Linked DNA regions of Gossypium hirsutum: region 1 is linked to region 2. The links are chromatin contacts, called in public Hi-C maps. All regions are on one chromosome and are shown on one strand. Each heading gives the region's core, a stretch centred on a gene start, on an enhancer-like site or on the middle of the called end of the contact. The rest is flanking DNA. Distances are from core to core; before and after follow the strand shown. Region 1 holds the start of LOC107888838 (membrane-anchored ubiquitin-fold protein 4). Region 2 holds the start of LOC107938095 (probable protein S-acyltransferase 7).

Region 1 (4,058 bases), core at 1,292-3,791, 570 kb before region 2:
AAATAGTCCAACCTCTTTTCCACAAATTCTTTCCTGTAATCCATAGTCGGATTCATCCTAAATTATCGACCAAAAAGGATTTTCGGCAAATGTCTTTGAAGACGGTGGCAAATATAAAGACATGCAAAGTATTGCCAAGAGTATGACGACTACTTGATAGCATAGATATATCATCTAACACAACTATGAAGAACAATAAGATCAAATAAGGAGACAACCAAAACATAGATAGTCAGCAATACGAGCAGGTTGTCAAATGAAATAGCAACAATTAAGTAATAGCAACCCAAGAAATTTGAATGCTGAAAAACAGGATGAATAAACAAGGCATCCTTCGTACAAGAAGGATAGAACAGATATTTTATGCCAAACCTTATCCGAAAGAGTTTTCATCCACACATGAAAATGAATATACATTAGACATCCATCCGATCATTAACAGTACATGTTCCATATGTAACAAAAGTTGAGTTATAGCATCCATAAACAGGTGTAGCTGTTAACATCTAGAGATCTTTCCAAAGAGAACTCCATATTGGTTGCAATCTATTTGAAGACTAGTAAGCTACTAATTACCCAATTATAAGTTAAAGCTTGCCATCAATCTATGCCTATTTAACAGAGAAGTTTGTATTTGCTGCAAACAAGTGTTGGATTGAGTTTAACAGAGAGGGCAACCTACTATTTCTGAAAATTGCAAACTATAATAAATTCCATATAAGAACCCTTTTAAACAAGTAAACTATAATAAATGCCATATGTTGAAAATAACTTCAAAACGCCACCACATTATCTTGAAGCATCAATCAGTGAAACCCTAACTAAAAAACACAAATGTAAGGGGAACCAAGAAACCAATGAATGCATCCCAAGGACCCAACATTAAAAACAAAACACCCTTGAGTCATATGAAATAGAAATTAGGCTTTGGGGTAAACAGACACATAACTTTTGAAAGAGAAAATGGAAGAACAAACCTTTAGGCCATTCAGCAACAATTCTTTCCTTGAGCATAGCAATGGTTGAAGCAGGCGAGTATCGAAATGGACCCATATCTGATCCATCATACAACCGAAACTTAATCTCTACCACCTCCTCCTCCGGCATTTCAATTTCCAAAATTATCCACCAAAATCAAAACCCTTGCCTTCTTTTCCAAAAAAAAAAAAAAAAAACCTCTCAAGTTCACCACTACATACAATTTATTTTTATTCTCTGTTTGGGTTTCCCTAGAAAATGAAAGAAAAAGTAACAGATTCCAAAATCACACCTCACTCCACCCTAACTCTTGGGGTATTTTTCGTTGTAATTACATACATGAAACGATAAAAAGAGATTGAAATTTTAGAAAGAAAAAAAAAAACCTAAACCGACAACTAAAACTACAACAGGACTTTAAATATATATACCTTTCGAAAAAAAGTTGTTACAAAAAAGAAAAAAGATGAAATGAATTGCGGAGCTCTTTTCTCTTCTCTTGAGGGTGATATATATATACACGAGGGAGACTACAAAAGATTCAAAGAATTGGTTAAACTTTCAAGAGAACCCAGATTAGACCCGATCTTCACGCTTTCTCTTTTTTAATCTTTGAGTTGTTTATTTTTATGTTTCCATTTGCAAATGCAGAGGGGAGAGACATGGAGGTATCGTAAATAGTGAGTTAGGAGGGATGGATATTAGAGAGGGCGTGGCGTATTTTGGTTGGTGACTGGAAAAGAAAAAAGCTGAAAAAACATGGTAAATACAAGGACTAGGAAAGTCCCTTTGACCATAATTTAAGCTTCGAACATAAACGCGTGTCCCTTTTTATTATAACTAGACCAGCAAACGAGAGAAAGGGAGTCTCGAAGCAATCGTGAGAGAGATGGGTCACAGAAAACCTTACGAACGCTAAGTTATTAGTGCTCGTGAAGACTGGAAAAGTTTAAAGTCAAATGTTGTGGAAGCAATCCAGAGCCTTGAGTGCGGAGGTTGGTCGTCATTAGAGCTTTCAAGGATGAGCACGATGTGAAGCCGCAAGTGTTAAGGCTGGGTGTCGTGTCATAAGGCAAAGATCAATTGGGCAGCATGAGAGAATGTGAAAGCAAGTAGATTTGAAAAGAAGTCCAACCCCTCATATACAAAAGTGCAATGGAAAGAGTGCAGAGAGCGCCAACATCATGGAGGCAAAAGAACTGAGAGTGATGGTTTCTCCAAGTGCAGTAACGGTCAAGAAAAATTGAGCATAGAAGACTTGGCCTGAAGGCCTGAGGAGTCACTCACATAGAAGATGTCGATCGAGGGACCAAGTGCGGCATTCCCCTAGCAACAAGTGCACCATTAGATTGAGTAGGGGAGAATGTCAAGGGCACCCCCAAGTGCTACAGCAAGTCTAGAATGGTGCACACTCGATAAAAATAAGTTCACTCATAATGATTTTGAGATTAACCACGCTTTTATTTCACTTGTTTTACTTTTATTCACTCAATTTTTTAATATATTTAACAAGAGTCTATATACATCATATCAAACAATCTATTCTCTTTTCTCTCAAGAATAATTTGAAACAATCAAACTCTTTCTACTTAACCCTCAACATCCATGACCCAACATCCATTTCATAGTGCATTTTAAGATCAAGGACAAAGATGTTATAGTATTCCCAAAGGCCAATCATGAGATGGTTGTAATTACATACTTATTTTACCTTGTTTATTAATATAAGGCATTGTCATTATCATTTCAATTTTTTTCTATGTATATAAATAAATTGAATTGTAATAAATTCCTAAGAAAATATGATTATTGTTAAAGGTTATTTTGTCAAGTATTATTGTGGGTTTGGAAAACAATAATGCATTGAGACTAATGTGTAGTTGATTGATGACAAACTGTTGTCATTGATATAGGAATGTCAAAATCAATACAGAACAACATATTGGATTGACCTACTATGAGTATGTTTCTTGGATTATTTTTGTAACCCCTTAAACCCGGCTCAGATGTTATGGCTGAATCTTGAGAATCACATTGACCAAGTCATTGGCAAAGAAAACTCTTTTTCATATTTTCTTAAAAATCATTGTATTTAAAATGTCCTTTTATTTCGCTTGAAGAAAAAGAATCAAAATATCAATCTTACATCCCTTCTTTAAGAGTAATTTGTCGAAAATAATCTATTGTTAGAAAAGTTTGAGTATCATGATTTTGATTATAAAACATCATATTTAAAAAGAATGACGCAGCAGAAAATCTCTTTAACTAAAATTTGTTCATCATTTTGTAAAACGTAGATTAAATATATATATTTAAACCTTCAGTTACTTGGAGCACGTCATTTTGAGTTTTAAAAATAGAGTATCGAGTTTAACAAAATCACTATCTTTGAGTGGTTTTGTAACAGCTCATTTTTAGTGAAATCGGAACAGTGGTTTAGGGACCACAAATCCGAGCCAGAAAGAAAATTTTTTAAATATTATTGCACGGTCTGCATTATGATAGAAATGTCATATGAAAATTCTGATAAGAAAATTTTACCGATCATGTGTTTAATTAATGAAAGGACCAAATTGCATAGAATGCAAAAGTTGAGTTCTAGTAGCTAGAAGGATTAAATAGCTATGGAATTAAAAATTTGAGGTCCTTATATGATAATTAGACCATTAAAGAAAAGTTAGTAGATATTTTTGGTGATTCATCCATGGAAAAATTAGAAAAGACTAAGGACTAAATTAGAAATCAAAATAATTAAAGATGATAAATAATTAAATAGAAATATCATCTTATTTTATTATCATATTCATCCCCAAATTTCATGGGAGCCCTAGGAGAGAGAGAAGAAACTAATCAAGCTTAATTGGGTAAGTATTTCTGTCCCGTTTTTAGTAATTTTTATAATTTTGAGATCGGGATAGTTTAATCTATCTATTTTGAGGACTAATTTAAAAAGTTATCAAAGTAAAGATGGATGAATATGTTGAAAATTTGAAATTTATGGTAGAAAATGAAAAGTTACTGATAGATAAACAACTTTTACAAAGAGAATTTTTATGAAATCATGATTTAGGGACTACATT
Region 2 (3,850 bases), core at 75-2,574:
AGGCCAAGATGTGGGGGGAGAGTTGGAGGGAGAAAAGACTACAAAGTGCAGAAAATAGTTCGGATGGATCGAACACGTAAAGGGTACTTTCATCTCTAATGTTTTAGAACATGTCAAGTACAGAAAGGAAGTTAGTAAGAAGAAAGACTTTGTATATTCAGTTGAAAGCAGCAATGGATTCCCAAAAACCTATATGTAGTTTTTCCTTTGAAACAGCAATAATAATGAGTTTAGCATTTGTTTTGATAATGTGGCTCCTCCAGTTTGAAGAACAATGGAATATGGAAGAGTTAAATTGGGTGCGTTTATAAAACCTGATTCATATTAATATTATAATAGTTGGACTAAAATACATGTGTAATTCTTAAAAAAGAAAAAACCCAAAAGTTGTTGCAAAAAAGGTCCCACCGGGAGTCGAACCAGGTCGCTGGATTCAAAGTCCAGAGTGCTAACCACTACACCATGGCACCACCTGTGCTCAAGTTCATCTCACAAATTTACTATTATTTTTAGTTTGAAGAACAAATAACTCGACCATCAATCGACGTAATCATTTCACTGCGTGAAAGCACTTGAATAACCTTGCTTTCTTTTCATTTTCTTACCATTGCAAGAACCCTCCGAAAGCTTTCAATTTGATCTGCCAACTTTGTTGCTTTTTGTTTTCGATGGGCGTTTGCAGCTAATTATGAGAAAGATATGATGCTATACAAATTGCACTTAAACTAAACCCTAAAGCAGAAATTAAAAAAAGCCCACTCTATTAAATTCAACACTTTACTTTCGCAAATTCCGATGCTTTTATTTTCTAAAAAATTCATTATTTTTTGTATTGGTTATTTAGGGTAACGAGGGTGCAATCATAATGTTGCATGCATTTTTTCTCCGAAAGAGGCTCTCTTCGATTTCATTAAATAATTTTTTTTATCTCATAGGTATTCGATTTTTTAAAAATATTTTTAGCATCTAGAGTTTTTAAAATGAGATTTTGTTTTAAAGTATAAATTTTAGTTAAAAGGTTTAGTCGATCCAACAAGTATCCGAGATGTTTAATTATTTATTTTTAATGTAAAAACAGTGGTTAATGTAGAAAACCGGGACTTGTTGAAATCAAATTTATTTTTAATATTTTAATTTGTTTTTTAGCGAAACCAATTCATTCTTTTGTTACTAGTGTTTCTAAAGAAATTTACTGCTTCCATTTAAATAACTAGGAATTAAAACCTCTTTTAATATAATATTTTAATTTGTTGTTTATAAACAAAATAAAATAATGAGTAGTAGTGATTTTATATATTATATACTTATAATTATTAGTTTGGTGAAGAAATTTAAGCGTAATGCGATGCAACTCAAATTTCAACGAAGAAACAAAATAAAAGAAAAAGGAAGGGAAAACCCACATAGCCCCCAACCATCGTCCCTTTTCCTCTACTTTCAGTACTTTGTTGGAAAGAGGCTCATGACTTGTCGCCTACCCTTCCCCGACTCGCTATTACTCAGTTAACTCGCCCTCCCTTCACTCACTCCCACCATGGCATTCCATTTTTCTGCTTAAAAGCTCTTTCCTTTCCTTTTTTGTTTTTTTTTCCTCAAATCTCATCTTTTGAAGTAAATTATTTTTATCATTATTCTTTAGAGTAAAAGGGAGAGTAAAAGGGAGAGATGTATATGGTGCCGCCACCCCAGCGATCGGATCCGGGTTCCATCGGCGGCGGGTCGGGTGATTTACGGGTTTACCAAGCTTGGAAAGGCAGCAATGTAAGCTTTCCTGGTTTTATTCCTTTTTTCTAGACTTCAAAATCCTTCATTTCCCCCTTTTCTGTTCTATTTGTACTGTAATTTCCATCACAAGTAATAATTAAAAGGACTACATTTTTATCCATGAATTTCAAGGCATTAAACTTATGATTTCTTGTTTATTGTTTGCAGATATTTTTATTTCAAGGGAGGTTTATATTTGGACCGGATGTAAGATCATTAGGGCTGACTATTTTGCTTATAGTAGCTCCAGTTTCCATTTTCTGTGTTTTTGTTGCAAGGAAATTGATGGATGATTTTTCTCATCACTTGGGTAATTTAATTATGGTGGTTGCTGTTGTCTTCACTGTCTATGTAAGTCCCTTTACAAATTTTTCATGTTTGAATGAATTGCTATCTTTGGACAAAAAAACGTTTGATTACATGTTAGGAAGATGATGGTATTATGGTGAGTCCCACTGAGGTGGGATTTCTTTGAGGGATGAACCGTGAATTATCTTGCCTTTAACATTATTTATATTTTCCATGTAGTGTTAATTCATGATGTTTACCATTGTTAAGGTTAGTGATAAACCCCCTTTTGTTCTTGGCTAGATATCAACTCTGAATTCATAATTTGCTATGATCATAGCTTATATGGTCTCCTTTCCTCCGTTTGCGTACTCTTATGGCAGTTTAGTATAGAATTAATAGTAGGATTGCAGCATCGATCTAGATGGCATTTATGAATGTTTTGGAAGGTCCAAAATGGTGTCTTGCATGTAGGAAACAAATCCCCCATGGCATTTATTAGAGTTTTGGAGAATCTATATGATTTCTTTAAAACAGATCTTGAAGCTCATACATGTGTTTGTTTCTTCTTTCAGGATTTACTTCTTCTATTGCTAACATCCGGAAGAGATCCTGGTATAATTCCGCGCAATGCACACCCTCCTGAGCCAGAAAGTTTTGATGGAAATGTAGATGTTGGGGCTGGTCAAACTCCACAGTTACGATTGCCACGTATTAAGGAAGTGGAGGTCAATGGAATCACTGTGAAGATCAAATATTGTGACACTTGCATGCTTTATAGGCCTCCTCGCTGCTCACACTGTTCAATCTGCAATAACTGTGTAGAACGATTTGATCACCACTGTCCTTGGGTTGGGCAATGTATCGGACTGGTACATCACCATTTTCTTTAGGCTACATGGATATGAAGCCTAAACAATGATCTTCATAGTTCATATCCGTCTAGGAACTTAAATTAGCATGTACCTGTTCTTTGCTGCATAATTTTCATATTAAGAGTGGTTGGAAATTGAAATTGCTGTGAAACATGTTTTTCCGATTTCCTCTTTTTGGTATTGTAAACTTTTCTCATGTTTTTTGTCTGCAGCGAAATTATCGATTCTTCTTCATGTTTGTCTTCTCAACAACCCTTCTGTGTATATATGTTTTTGCATTCTGTTGGGTCTACATTAGAAGGATCATGGCATCAGAGGAGACAACAATTTGGAGAGCAATGATTAAAACCCCAGCTTCCATTGTTCTAATAGTTTACACTTTCATTGCAATGTGGTTTGTTGGTGGTTTGACTGCCTTCCATTTGTATCTGATCAGTACAAATCAGGTATGATGGTCATCCTTCTCTTGTCATAATAACGTTGTGAAAAGAGTCCATTAATATATTGTTACATTAGTGCATTTGTTAAGTTGATGTGAGACTGTTTGTCTTGCTTCTGCAGACAACATATGAGAATTTCAGATATCGATATGACCGTCGAGCAAATCCCTATAACAAAGGAGTGGTTGATAACTTCAAGGAGATATTTTTCTCCAGTATTCCATCATCCAAGAACAACTTCAGGGAAAAGGTGCCCAGGGAACCTGTGCTACCAACACGACCAGGTGGTTTTATGAGTCCAAATATGGGGAAGGCTGTGGACGACATAGAAATGGGTAGGAAGACAGTGTGGGGTGATATTGGTGCTGGCACTGATCATTGTGAAGGGCAACTCATAAGTGACCGTGTAAATGTTAAGGAGGGTGAATTAGGAGATTTATCTCCAGATATTAGAAGTACAGTAGATGACATAGGTGACCGTTC

The links. Hi-C and Micro-C count contacts between places; a contact is called where the count stands out from the background.
Region 1: a contact with region 2 is called in a Hi-C map of leaf, with 2.5 times the contacts expected there. The contact joins the promoter of LOC107888838 here to the promoter of LOC107938095 in region 2. A contact is called at or near these places in 5 of 34 Hi-C or Micro-C datasets (callus and leaf).

Annotation. Positions count from the first base shown.
Region 1 is chrA09:31,334,716-31,338,773 of Gossypium_hirsutum_v2.1, reverse strand. It overlaps LOC107888838 (membrane-anchored ubiquitin-fold protein 4), which reads right to left and starts at 2,541. Exons shown (of 3, transcript XM_016813080.2): 1 at 978-2,541. The coding sequence starts at 1,107.
Region 2 is chrA09:30,759,749-30,763,598 of Gossypium_hirsutum_v2.1, reverse strand. It overlaps LOC107938095 (probable protein S-acyltransferase 7), which reads left to right and starts at 1,324. Exons shown (of 5, transcript XM_016871161.2): 1 at 1,324-1,761; 2 at 1,933-2,115; 3 at 2,628-2,924; 4 at 3,140-3,373; 5 at 3,489-3,850. The coding sequence starts at 1,666. It overlaps LOC107938096 (serine/threonine-protein kinase PBS1), which reads left to right. Exons shown (of 6, transcript XM_016871165.2): 6 at 1-249. The coding sequence ends at 80.